2 separate regions of the Mus musculus genome follow, and region 2 is linked to region 1. A link is a contact called in public HiCAR-type data. All regions are on one chromosome and are shown on one strand. The core of a region is the stretch at or near the end of the contact, and the rest is flanking DNA. Distances in the headings are between cores, read along the strand shown.

Region 1 (7,025 bases), core at 1,497-3,996:
AAGTTCCTGTCTTGAGTTCTTGCCTTGACTTCCCTCTTCAATGAATTATAAACTGAAACTCTAGCCTGAGGTTGTTTCTTACCATGATATTTTATCAGCACAATAGAAACCTAACTAAGGCAACATCCCAGGTGCCATGATAGTTAATTTTAGGCTTTATTTTACCTGTATTTGAGGAACAACTACAAAACTATCAACACATAGCTTTAGATGTTTCTGTGAGTGTTTTTCTATATTGGAATGTGGGCCTGTAAAATGGCTAGGGAAAGTCCATCCCTAGTAGAGGTGAGTACTGTCTGAGAAGCCCCATTGGAAAAGAAAGCAGAAGAAAATGAAAATGCTGTGTGACTCTTCCCCCTTGTAGAATACTTTCTACTTTCTACTTGGTGCTGAAGGATTTAAACTACATAAATATTTACATAAGATTTCTGCTTTTTCAGTGCAAAACCATTGTGATTTTTTAATGTGAACTGTCACTAATAAGTTCATGTGCATGAATGTTTTGTCCCCAGCCAATGGTTTTAGGAAGAATGTGGACCCTTAGAAGGTGGAGCCTTGCTAGAGTAAGTGAGTTAGTGGATGCAGATCTTGAAGTTTGAGAGCCACTCTGATATACCTTCTGCTTCCTGGGAAATGTGACTTGCCACCATGTCTTCCCACCACACCCTCTTAAATTGTGAGCCAAATAAAGCCTTCTTCCCTTAGATTGCTTATTGTCAGATTATGTAGTCAACCCAATGGAAAAATATGTGATATAACACTATACATATCATGGGGCTGGGAGTTAGGAAGGATTCTCATTAAAGGAAATTACAGCATAAGTGGGGAGCTTATATATACATGCTTGAGGCATGTGCAATTCTTCCATGACTCAACATGGTTAGCAACAGTGAATGGTATCGAATTATCCTGTTGAAGAGCCATGAATAAGGTGACTAAGGTGATTCCAGCATATACACTGCCATTTTCAAAAGTCACACCCTCTATAGCCTCATTAACTCTCTTTTGGGGGGTAGTTAGGTTGAATACAATCTTTTTATGCAGAGGGTAGATATTTGTTGAAAGTGAAGGCCAATTTGAAAATGCTTGGTGTCTGTTCAAAGAATGAGACATTCGTATCAGAGAAACTTTGAAATGCTAGTCAGAAAATAGCAACTGTCAGCTGCCTATTCCAAGACAAAACCATCATTGTACCCATCATCTGGAGATGACCTCAGAGGAGATGTAGCTGATGCTCCTTGGTGTCCTGCATATATCCCATTGAATCTTGGCACTGATTCCCAGTATTTACCATCTGCCTCTTGTTCCCTGAGTGTACTTTTTGATTTGCTTTCATCATGGCTGCCTAGAAAAACTGAGATTTGCTACTTCTGAGAATCACCAGCTGATAACTTGTGAGAAGCGGCTTGCATTTCCCTACTCTCTTGTCCCTCTGTTGGTTCATACACTAGCTTCTCTCAGAATTCTCTAGAAGGATTAAACTTTAGTTGACTATGGTGGTGACTTACTTCATGACACATTCTTGGTTGGTTTTCATCTCTTCCTAGCCTACTTCTCTGTTTCCCTGTTAATGTTCCTGGGTCCAACTCCTAAATAATTTAATTAGATTTGAATCTTCATTACAAGGTCTACTTTTGAAGAAACCAGATTAAAACAAAGGTCATTAGCTGTTCTCATTACAGGTTTTCTCACTTTGGTCAAACCAGCAGCTTAGATAATCTAAAGTTCCGTTGTTATAAACCAGTGTTGAAAATCTAAACACCCACAGAAAGGAGGCAAGTTACATAAATGGGAGAAGTGAGCTGGATGGAGATGCTAACCAGATGGTACAGAGCCTGTCTCAAAAAGCCAGCTGCTCTGCAGCCCCGGCCAATTGTTGCCATGTGGAAAAGTAGGCCCAACTGTGGCCACATCAAAATTGTCATAAGAAGCCAGAAATCCATATTTTCATGTAGAATCTCTTAATACATAAATATTAGCCACAAATTCAAATGCTTTTCTAACATGGAGCTAGCCAAATAAAACACATCTGTGAACCACACATGGTCTAGGGGCCACTAATACAACATGATTATAGACATGGGCTGCCCTTAGCTACAAAATCTTAGATATACAAAAGCAATAGGAATCCCATTTTAATGCCTGTCAGGGCCATTGTCACATCCAGGTTCTAGCCTTAGCTCATCTACAGATAGTTGTATCCAACACTGCACACGTATGAGAGAGAGAGAGAGAGAGGGAGAGAGAGAGAGAGAGAGAGGGAGAGGGAGAGGGAGAGGGAGAGGGAGAGGGAGAGGGAGAGGGAGAGAGAGAGAGAGAGAGAGAGAGAGAGAGAGAGAGAGAGAGAGAGAGAAACCAAGTGGAAAGAAGAGCTAATCATGGACTTGGCATTAGTATTTGGATCTGGCTTAATAGAGGATTCTGAGTGCCAATTGGAAGGAAAACCACTACCCAAATGCATGACGATGTGCGCTATCACAGGGAGTTTAAATGGGGTGGAAATGTTGTGAGTTTAATAAAATAGAACCACTGTGATATCCACATATATATGGGTTTCACTGAGAGTTCTTCCAAGGGTGCTGTGATGTCAGATATGTTTGGCACATCTGATTCTCTTAGCACCCACATTTGCACTGTTTCTAAGATAGAGGTGATTGGAAACACATGTGTTAACAGTAACCACATAGTAAGTGGAATGGGGAAAGTGTGTCGGCCTCGTTTTGACTTTCATGGTCCTAATCCAACCCTTCTCTAATGTGTGTGAGGAGAGGAGCTGAGAGTTACATAATTCTTCTGTTCCTCATTGCTCCTCCCTGTCCTTTGCCCTCTTTTTTTTTAAAATTTCTCTTCCTTTTCATCTTTCCTATTTTTGCTCCTTCTCTTCTTCCTCCTTCCTGTACTCTTGGAAATAATTGGAGCTTTTAGTCTTCCTTCCATTTGACATGCAAGAGCCAAAGTGAAAATATAATAAGAATTGAGCCTGTGGAATCCCAGCTCCCCATAAGAAAAATCAGTGTTGTTTTTAGTATTATGTGCTGAGCACACTCCCTTCTGTAGTGTAAGTAAGGGTTGGAGACCTGATATGTAGCATGCTTGGAAATTATAATAGATAAATAAGAATGTATTACATACTTGAGTGTTGTTAAGTGAATAAACCTCACATGTTCTGGCCACCTACATTCACAGTAGTGCTAACTGAGACACTGGTCTGTGTGAATTTGCTTCAGTAATGGTAGCCATTTCACAATGTACAATTGGATCAAAATTTCACCTTGCATGTGTGTATAATTTAACTGCACAGCTGGCAAATGAAAGCTAATTTTACAACATTGGCTTAAAGGAAAAGCAACTTTGGGGAAGAAAGGGCTGTTATCAAAATTACTAAGCATGCCTTTCCTTCAGATGTGTCAAAGCCATAAAGGGTACAGAGTGGCTTAAGAACTCTCTTTTAGGCCAGAGGGCGGCACTGGGAGACAATTAAATCCAACATGGGGTCCTGGGCTGGATCCTGAAACCAGAAAGTGACTTAATAAAGACTAGCTTGCTGGGCCAGGCAGTGGTGGCACATGCCTTTAATCCCAGCACTTGGGAGGCAGAGGCAGGCAGATTTCTGAGTTTGAGGCCAGCCTTGTCTACAGAGTGAGTTCTAGGACAGCCAGGGCTACACAGAGAAACCCTGTCTCAATAAACAAAACAAACACAAACAAACAAAAGACTAGCTTTCTAAGTGTATTGGTGAGTTTACTTAGATTTCACTATATTATAAAATTTTGATGTAAGATGAATGTAACATTTTACATGAAAAATTATATACGTCCTTTCGTCACAGCTCCAAACTTTGTCTCTGTAACTCCTTCCATGGGTGTTTTGTTCCCAATTCTAAGAAGGGGCAAAGTGTCCCATAATCAGCTTCCAAACACTGACACCATTGCATACACTACCAAGATTTTGCTGAAAGGACCCAGATAGAGCTGTCTCTTGTGAGACTACGCCAGGGCCTAGCAAACACAGAAGTGGATGCTCACATTCAGCTATTGGATGGATCACAGGGCTCCCAATGGAGGAGCTAGAGAAAGTACCCAAGGAGCTAAAGGGATCTGCAACCCTATAGGTAGAACAACATTATAAACTAACCAGTACCCAGGAGCTCTTGACTCTAGCTGCATATGTATCAAAAGATGGCCTAGTCAGCCATCACTGGAAAGAGAGGCCCATTGGACTTGCAAACTTTATATGCCCCAGTACAGGGGAACGCAAGGGCCAAAAAGTGGGAGTGGGTGGGTAGGGGAGTGGGGGGGAGGGTATGGGGGACTTTTGGGATAGCATTGGAAATGTAAATGAGGAAAACACCTAATAAAATATTTTAAAAAGAAAAATTATATACAAAGAGGTATATAAATAGCATGACTTAGCAGTATTTATGAGTACCCTGACATTTTTTATTATTTGATAATTTTATTCATGCTCACAGTGTATTTCTGATCTCCAGGGATAGAGAATTATTTTCCTTCTGTTTCATTCATGGAGCTGCTAACTTGGTATTTTCAGCAAGGAAAAACTCAAGAGAGACTTTGTCTCAAACATGGTTGTACTGGCTGGTTTTGTGTCAACTTGACACAAGCTGGGGTTATCACAGAGAAAGGAGCATCCCTTGAGGAAATGCCTCCATGAGATCCAACTGTAAGGCATTTTCTCAATTAGTAATCAAGGCGGGGAGGACCCCTTGTGGGTGGTGCCATCCCTGGACTGGTAGTCCTGGGTTCTATAAGAAAGCAAGATGAGCAAGCCAGGGGAAGCAAGCCAGTAAGTAACATCCCTCCATGGCCTCTGAATCAGCTCCTACTTCCTGACCTGCTTGATCCAGTCCTGACTTCTTTGGTGATCAACAGCAGTGTGGAAGAGTAAGCTGAAAAACCTTTTCCTCCTCAACTTGCTTCTTGTTCATGATGTTTATGCAGGAATAGGAATGACCTGACTAAGACAATGGTCAAAGGTGAGAACTGACACCCAGAGCCCTGCTCTTACCTCCACGTGTGTGCTGTGGCACATGTGTACCCCCTACAAAGATTTAAAAAAATATTAAAATGAGTTTTAAAGAGAAAGTTTAAAAATGTCCCTGATAAGCTGACCAATAAATATTTAAAAGACTCTAGTTAAAAGGTTGTTGGCAATGCTAACAATCTAGGTTTTTGTGTGTTGTTTAGTGAAACATTAGCATTTTGAAGGTTTGCATCACTCCATCATACATTATTTTCTCTATGATCAATGTACAGTAAGAAAGCCACTTAAAACACAAACAAACACAGGCAACCTCAGGAAATAGGATGTTGGGGGGACCCTCTAGAATGAATGAGAATGAGAATGAGAATCTCAGGACTCAAAGAGAGGGACCTTAGATGCAGTGCCTAACAATAGGGAGAGGGAACTTATAGAGCCCACCTCCTGCAGGATGACAGGGCATCAAATGAGGGAGAGTGGGGCCATTCCACAGTCACAACTCTGACCCATAATTGTCCCTGTCTGAAAGAATTACAGGGATGGAAATGGAGAGGAGCCTGAAGAAAAGAAGGTTCAGTGACAGGCTCAAAGTGGGATCCAGCTCAAGGGGAGGTCCCAAGGTCTGACACTACTACTGAGGCTATGGAGCACTCACAAAAATGGGACCTATCATGATCTCACTTGGGAAGACCCAATAAGCATCTGAAAGAGTCAAATGCAGATCATTGCACACAACCAGTGGACAGAAGCAGCTGACCCTTGTTGTTGAATTAGGGAGGCTGAAAGAAGCTGAGAAGGGTGACCTTGTAGGAGGACCAACCGTCTCAATTAATCTGGACCCCTAAGATCTCGCAAACACTGGACCACCAAACAAGCAGCATACACCAGCTGATATGAGGCCCCCAACACACATACAGTAGAGGACTGCTGGGTCTGTGTTCACTCAGAGATGATGCACCTAACCCTCAAGAGACTGGAGGCCCCAGGGTGTTTAGAGGTCAGGTGGGGTGGATGGTGGGGACATCCCCTTGGAGACAGGGAGGTGGAGAGGAGGTATGGGATGTGGAACAGTCAGAGGGTAGACGGGGGTGGATAAAATATGTAGTGTAAATAAATAAATAAATAATTTAAAAATCACATGAACAATTGATGGGATTTAATCTGACAGCACAAAGTTTCACCTATGTGGTTCAGGTTCTGCCCTACAACCCAACCTTTAACTCTCCCTTAGCAGGATCCTAGTTCTTTTTAATTAGGCATCTCTTTGAGGCTAGTTTTATTCATGCACTTTAATCAAAATAACATTTAACAACCAATTGAATGCAGAGCCACATAACAGGAGTCTAGGTGTTTCCTGTGAAACCGAACAGCGCAAGATACTTGTGGAAAGCTTGTGCTCCTGACTTACATTTGGGTTAAAGAGAAATACTCTTGAATACTTAATTCTTAATACCATGAAAGAAAGACAGACTAACTGATGTGAACAAAGCTCTAGGGTTCCTGAGTCATATTTTAAAACGTGAGGGATTCTGAGACCAAAAGCCTGAGAGTTAGCGCTGCGGATAGTTTTTATACCTTTCTGTTTTACCCAATTTTAGGGAAGGAAGTAGTAGTTGTTTAGGTCAGGGAGGCTATTGTTTTATTAATCCTTTCTTCTTAGTTGTGACTCATAGGGCTTTGCAGCTCCAGAAAGCAAACAGGTGTGCTAGCCTCTGCATAGGGTAGTTCTCTCAGTTGTTCCTTCTGGGGGTCTGAAGTAAGAGCTTGAGCCAAACCCACCTGAGGTAGAAGTCTCCTCCTTCAAAGATCCACCTTACTTGCTTTACTTAATGAGATATGCCCAGTTTTCACACTGTGAATCTCATCATCACAAATGTAGTCCAATAACACAATCTTTAGTTTTCATCAGGTGAAATCCACAGGGCTTCTGAGAATACAAGTCAATTCAGGTCACCAATATCACAAACTAACTAGAAAAATAAGTCATAATCAAAATAGGTCTCGAACTGCGGTGTGGTGCCAGGCAG
Region 2 (7,613 bases), core at 3,190-5,689, 360 kb after region 1:
ATTATTATTGGTTTGTTTGTTTTGTTTCCTGGTTTTTTTGTTTGTTTGGTTTGGTTTTGATTTTTTTTGAAACAGTGTCTTATGGCTGGCTTTGACAATTCCTCAGTAGCAGAGGCGGTCTTTGAACTCCCGTTCCTGCCGTTTCTCCCTCCTAAGTGTGGGGGGTAAGAGCTGTTTACTCTGGGTTGAGACACCGGAGTGTGATGAGGCATTCTCTACACCTTTGAAATATTTCATAATTAAAACGTCACTTTGAGTTGAAGGGTTATGATTTTTTTTTTGCCTGCCGTTGTCAGTGGCTTAAATTAAGACTTAGAAAGGAGCAAGATCTGTGAAAACAGATGTCCAGATTAAAATAACCTTAACATAAATGTACCATTCCAAAGAAAATCAAATTTACTAGAGATACATTATAGGTTAAAAATGATTTTTTTATGCACACAAGCTACAGAGGCATATTTAGAAATAGTCTTAATATAAAGATGTCAGCTGGAATGAGAAGGCATGGGTTGGAGTGGACAAAACAGAAGCATGAGGCCTGTGTTTACTTTTAATACACAGAACTTGGCTTCAACTGGCCAAAGCTCTATGGTTGTGAGCAACAGAAACTTACTGACTGAAGCACAAAAGGGAATGTTTTAGAAAGCTGATGTCAAAGTGGTCAGGAGGCTGCAGAGCCAGGATGGGCTCCATAAACACCTGGAGGACCAGGCAGCACGGACCAGGGAGAAGTTAGGTGAGAAGTTGGCAGAGGCTGAGCCTCCATGGCTACAGAGACATGGCCAGGGCCACAAGAAGCACTACTGTTCCCATTAGACCCCAAACTGGCTGGGCTGACTAAGCCAAAGCTCCTGGTGCCTTCCTACCTTCAAAAGAGCAAACACGGGTCAAAGTGAACTATGTTTAGGTAGGACAGTATAAAACTGACTTTCACTGAGCAGCATGGCCAGGGCTGGCTGCTCTCCATCCAAACTGAAGAGTGAATTCATACCTTGCAGAGTCCCCTAAAGCTGCTAGTGTTAGTTAAGTGCACTGGCTTGTTTTGTGTGTCAACTTGACACAGGCTGGAGTTATCACAGAGAAAGGAGCTTCAGTTGAGGAAATGCCTCCATGAGATCCATCTGTAAGGCATTTTCTCAATTAGTGATCAAGGGGCCTCCCCCTTGTGGGTAGTACCATGTCTGGGCTGGTAGTCTTGGGTTCTATAAGAAAGCAAGCTGAGCAAGCCAGTAAGAAACACCTCTCCATGGCCTCTGCATCAGCTCCTGCTTCCTGACCTGCTTGCGTTCCAGTCCTGACTTCCTTTGGTGATGAATAGCAATGTGAAAGTGTAAGCTGAATAAACCCTTTCCTCCCCAACTTGCTTCTTGGTCATGATGTTTGTGAAGGAATAGAAACCCTGACTAAGACAGTTAAGGTTTTACTGCTGTGAACAGATACCATGACCAAGGCAACTCTTATAAAGAAAATGTTTAATTCGGACAGGCTTACAGGTTCAGAGGTTCAATCCATTATCATCAAGGCAAGAGCATGCAGTGTACAGGCAGATGTGAGACTGGAAGAGCTGAGATTTCCACCTCTTGTTCCGAAGGCAGCTAGGAGAAGATTGACTTCCAGGCAGCTAGGATGAGGGTCTTAAAGCCAATGCCCACAGTGACACACTTCCTCCACAAAGGTCACACCTACTCCAACAAGGCCGCACCTCCAAATAGTGCCAAGCATATTCAAACCACCACACTGCTCACAAGAAGTTACAAATGGCCCAGGAGGAACTAAGGGACTCTGAGCAACAGTGGATATCTGTCGTAAATGGAGACTGGATTTTAAAGACATGACTCTGATCATATTTGGCCCTGAGTTAACCTTGAATAAGAAAATTTACAAATAATAATGCAATATAAAGACAGGCCTAGTCTGGGTGTCTCTCTCTGAAGACCATTGAGCCACCAGTCCTGGACATTTACTAATTCTGGAAACAATGCTCATGTAATGTTAGGTGTGTGTGTGTGTGTGTGTGTGTGTGTGTGTGCACGCGCGCGCGCGCACGCGTGTGGTGTGTGTGTATGTGGGTGGGTACATGTGTGCATGTGGATATGCATCTGTGGAGATCCTCACCTCATCTTTGAGACAAGAGTCACTCACTGAACCTAGAGTTCCTTGACTGGCTAGGCTGGCTGGACCATGTGTGCCCGGGAATTGCCTGTATCTGCCTCTGCCTGTCTTCCGTGCTAGTGTCATAGATGCAGGTCATTACTGGCTGTTGTCATTACTGGCTGTTTTATCTGTGCTGAATCTGAACTTGGGTCTTTGCTGACACAGCAGTCACTCTGCTTAGTGAGACATCTCCCTGGCTCCTAGTTGAGTTTTCTGTGGCATGCATCTAAGGAATGTGGATCATTTCAAATGATGAAAAGTGCTTCTATTTATCACCAAATACAAAAACACTATGAAAGCCAGCCTCTAGACACCCTATCAGGAAGTACCATGGGGCTGGGGCTGGAACTCAGTGATAGAATGCTTACCCAGAATGTTTGTGACCCTAGGTCGAAAACCAAGAATCACCTACTTCATATAACTGTGTGTGTGTGTGTTCATTTTACACTGAAATATATATGTGTGTGTGTGTACAATGAATATATATATGTATATATGCATATATGCATATATACATACACTGAATATATACAAGTTTTTATGTGTTGGAAAACTATACTGTATGCTATACCACATTAATATTATAATTACTACATTCATTTTAAAATGCAAAGAGAAAGAATGCCAAGCACAAGAGCTCAGGCTTGCAATCCTAGCATATAAGAGTCAAGGCCAGCTACAGAATGAGACCTGTCTCAAAGCCCATTTTTTTGTAAGGAAAAAGAATATTGCTATAATGTGAGAAGGGTTTCTCACTGCTGGGCTATACAAAATAGTTAGCATAAGTATAAATAAATGTTCTTTCCTGAGAGGGGAAGTTGACAGATTAATTAACACTTCTTCTTGTTGTTGTCTTGCTAACAAAGGAAAGGCTAGTTTCTTTCTTCATGGAAAAGAGTTGTCAGAGCCAATACGGCCTGAACTCGTGACCAGCCTCCTTTGCTTCGGGTACCTTCCCAATTCCACACCTTGCTTCTACACAACTGGAAGATTGTGAGCTCAACTGGAAGATGAATAAATGAATGTCTTAAGTAAACATTAACTAAACATTCTCCAGAATTCTAATAAGGATGCCAGACCCAGTTTGAGAGTTCCTACCATGAGAACAAAGCTAACAAGATGGTTCAGTGTGTAAAGCCTGACTTAGGGAGTCCAATCCCTAAGTCATCTTGTAAAAAGAAAGAGGTAACTCCCATGTGTTACCCTCTGATTTCCACACTCACACATGTGCACGCACACACACACATATGCATGGCAGGTGTACATAGCTGCATGTTCTAACACACACATAGATAGATGTTAGATAGGTAGATACATACATACATGCATACATACATAGATGTTAGATAGATAGATACATACATACATACATGTAGAGATGCATAGATACATAGATGCATAAATAGATAGATACATACATAGTTAATACAAGAGCTGAGAGCCACTTTCTCAAGAGTATGCTGAGTCTCTGATCTAAGCTTGGCAGAGAAGTAAAACAATTCCAGGGTTGATGAGGTCCATTAGAACTACATAGATCAAAGGCAGGAAGTCACCACTTCACTCTACCCCTGCTTCAGCTTTTGACCCCATCCACAAGTGGCAAATTTGTATTACACGTTCCTGGTTACCAAGCCAGGAAAAGTGCTGAGAGAGGAGATGCCATTGGTAACGGACACAAACCAATCTCTGCCCTCTGTTGTTCACAGGTTAGTGCAAAGATGAAGTCTATGCAGCACCCCCCAAAGGCAACAGCCTCAAAATTAGGTGCTGAGGTACTGCTGTGGGAGCCGAGATGCTTCTCAATGGTAAACTTTCTCAAATGACAGAACTTGAAGCTATTATCCAATGCTATCCTACGTTCAAATGCCTCAATAAATCGGTGTGAATTAATCAAGTCATTGCTCCTGCGTATGCTTTGTCTTGTGCTAGTGATGACAGCTTCTTGGTTATCTTTTCCTACATTGGGGGTAAACAATGAATATTTGCATCTGAGATGAGCCAGGCTTCATCAAGCAGTATCAGGTTCACCAGTGCCCTTGATCAAACAGCCACTCCTCAGACACTAATTCAAGAGGACTTCACCTGAAGAGTTGGCCCAGGCCCATGGTACTCCCTGGGCTTTCCCCACCCTGCCTACCCACACTTGGCCCTACCTATGTCCCTAAATCATGTACCTCTTTCATGCAGCATGCTTCTTCTCCAGCAGCCTATTTCCCCTCCCCTCTGGAGGGAGAGGTGCTGCATTCTTGTGCAGACAGGAGGCATCCCACAGAGCCAGCACGAGTTGGCTGCCCTTTCCCAGAGCACTGAACATCTTGAAGATATTTGTAATTCTACTCTCGACTGGAGGATATAATTCATTGCCTGCTGAATCACAGCCCACCAGCTGCCAGAGGATTCCAGAGGCCATTTGTGTGATTCTGAAATGTAAAAACAAAAGCGAAAGGGTCGATCCTCATCCTCTTCTCTCCCCTACATGCAAATATGTGTAATCCCAACCAAGCCAAGAGCTCTTGTTCATCATTCCCTGCTTGTCCCTAGCTTCACATTCCTTGATTTTCAAGGAATGGTGATCCAAGTTGTATATGGGACATACAGATTTTGCAGGTACAAATCAGGTACAAACCAACTCCTCCAAGGTTAAGAGTAAAAGATGGTCCTCTGGAAGAGGCTTGTGGGACCTCAGCCAAGGAGAGAGAAGCATCCTTGCTCTCCTAGGCAATTCATCATCCTTCAGTGTGAACGGTGACTGCTAAGAAGGTACACAAGGCTCGGTGGCTTTCTCGGGCTTTGCTTTCCAGCCAAGGTCACAGGGCAGAGCAGCTGGCCAAGGCCTCCTCAGTGACTAAACCTGGGGTCATGAGAAAGCAGGTTCCTCACCAGCAGGAAAGACTAGAATTGGTTTTTACCCTGCCTCTGAGAGGACAGCAGCCACCGACTTGGTCATTGTTGCTTTGGTCTGATTCTTCCTGTGTCTCCTTCACATGAAAGTGGAACAAATATTCATAATCACCTATATTCAACCTCTCAAGAAGCTGAGAATAGAAGCTGCTATTCCTCCGAACCAATGCTAGCTTGTCTCTACTGAGGTAAGGGTAACTGCAAAAAGAACACAAAGAACCTAGATTTGTAACAAATATATATATATATTTATAAATATGCATATGTACACGTATTCTCCCCATGACCATTCTCTCTGCTGTCTACTTGGCGAGTATACGAATGGATTTTCATACTCCTCCCCCCACCTGCTACCCCTATCTTGAGACACATTCATATCTTTTATATGTCTTTGTTCTCTCTAAGCATGAGTGAACACTGTGACATGAAGTCCAGCACTTAAGAAAGTCATGGGCTTCTCCATAAGGGAGTCTCTTCAGTTCTTGCAGATGCCATTACAAATCACATGACGTCCTACTGTGATCATCCACAAACAACCAGCACTGGACGAAATGTCTCGAGAGCTCGGATGGATTAGTTATTGGGCATTTACTAAGTGAGCATTTACTAAGTGCATGACAAAGTAAGTCATGTGGAAGGCTGACTACTAACTTAATTTGCATTCTGTGACTCAGTATTCATCCCAAACACCAAGAGGTAGGACTTACTATTATACATATTTTGCAGATGAATACCATACCAAGCAACATTAAACAAGTCACTCCAGGTGAAAGGCAGAGGCAGGGATCAAATATGAGTTTAACTCTAAGCCTTCAGTCTTAACCCCCAAGCTACAGGGACAAGTAGGAGGACTCTCTTGACTCTGTAGGAAATAGGTTGATAGGCTTAGTATATGCCTTCTACCTAGTTTTGCCACATAGTCCCTTTTCAATCAGTTAAGTGATGCTCTTAACTGAGCCCAAGCAAAAACGCAAGCTGGCAACACAAACTTGTTCAACCCATCTGTCAGGTTCTGTTCATCTCTCAAAGATACCTATGTAAAGTCTCACCATCTGGGGTGTGTGATGGCCACTCATTAGTTTCATGACTTTGCTCAAGTTACTTAACTTCAGTGAGCCTTCATTTTCGCATCTGCAAGTGGGAAGCCATTCTGCCTAGTTCACTGCATGGAGTCGTTGAGAGAATGGAAGATGGCTTATTAAATGAAGGAGGCTCTGCCAGAGTCGTTGGCAGTATTTCTGCACCAAGGCCCCTTAGAAAACATGATCTAATCGGGTGATTCAAGCAGGCTTCCCAAATGCATTACAGATCATTGCTAGGAAATGCTTAGTGCTGTTTGAGTCCAACCAGCCTGAAAGGTTACTCTCTAGGCTCGTGAGTAAACCACTGTTATATCATATTGGGCTGCTGGCCACTTGGTTGGGGGCCAGAACAGCTACAGGCTTGCTCCATTTAGACTTGGTTTGACCACAATCATATTAAATATTAAATCATCCAGTGGCCATAGCAAAGAAGAAAACTATGTCAGGGGTTAGCTATTCTGTCTTTTGTTACTACTCACAACAATCTCCTAAGTGTTTCAGGCACTCATTGTTGAGCCCGGGCTTAAAAGAAGTGGTATCAAAGCCCAAAGGAACTTTGCCTTAATTTCATTGGAAGTTAAAACTAGGCCCTTACACACAGAAACTGTGTGTCTTCGTGCTCTCAGCAAGCAAGAGACTGCAGAGGAAGTACAGGTTTTCTATTCTTGAGAGGGAGGCCGTGGCTTTGGGGCTGGAATTCGGGTTCTTTGTCACTTTCTACCGTTCATGACATTGACACCTGGAGCTTTCTCCTCGCTTCTCTTTCATTAGACAACAATGGACCACAAAATTAAACTTAATGTCACCAGCAGAGGGACAACTGGCATCGTGAGAGAAGGGCATCTCTCACATATATTCTTATCCCACTAAAAGATGTCACCGTGATCTCAGAATGGGGAAGCAACCAGAAGCTTCTAGAATATGAGGCATGCCAAGACAACTGATTGGGACCCTTTGATTTCGCCCATACTATTTTTTATAAGAACCCAGGAGACCGAAAAGACCTGAGTGAGTATAACAGTTGGATTCTAGACCTCTATTAGATTTTTCATGGAGAATTCACAATCTATTAATATGAAGTACAGGTAAGATGATATTGATGAAGGATAGTTTCTCTTGATGGGATAATGGTAACAGGTAGGTTGAAGAATGTTTTTATTCTTAAGAGCTGCTTTAAGGATATTCCACCCTGGGAACTAGTTTTCATAGTTCCAAGTGCTGGACAAGCTTCCAAGGGAGAGAAGTAACCAATAGTTCTATCTAGCTGTGTCATCTATGAACTACAAGCATGACCAGCATGGTCCAATACCCCTAAGGGTGCAATAGTGGTACTCATATCTGGTGGCAACCAATGCCTCTCTAATAGGACTTAGGATAAACAGCAGGGAAGTTGTGTCTGGTACTAAAAACCTAGCCAACCATCCAGGAGAAGTGAGGTCATGGGTCTTACAAGAAGTCCTACTACTGCCACTTTCC

Evidence for each region. HiCAR-type assays count read pairs that join an accessible place to other places.
Region 2: a HiCAR-type map of fibro-adipogenic progenitors shows a contact between it and region 1, with 3 times the contacts expected there. The contact joins two enhancer-like sites. A contact is called at or near these places in 5 of 39 promoter capture datasets (embryonic stem cells, hippocampal neurons, liver and 1 more) and 1 of 115 datasets of contacts at active chromatin or transcription factors (fibro-adipogenic progenitors).

What each region holds. Positions count from the first base shown.
Region 1 is chr9:51,516,000-51,523,024 of GRCm38.p6, forward strand. No RefSeq gene overlaps it. Among named protein-coding and RNA genes, the nearest start is that of 1810046K07Rik, 190 kb to the left of the region's middle. Within about 2 kb of position 2,747, at least 20 of the 459 cell types and tissues checked have an H3K27ac peak or open chromatin away from gene starts, as enhancers often do. A contact at or near this core is called in fibro-adipogenic progenitors, where this site is marked.
Region 2 is chr9:51,877,117-51,884,729 of GRCm38.p6, forward strand. No RefSeq gene overlaps it. Among named protein-coding and RNA genes, the nearest start is that of Arhgap20os, 5.0 kb to the left of the region's middle. Within about 2 kb of position 4,440, at least 23 of the 459 cell types and tissues checked have an H3K27ac peak or open chromatin away from gene starts, as enhancers often do. A contact at or near this core is called in fibro-adipogenic progenitors, where this site is marked.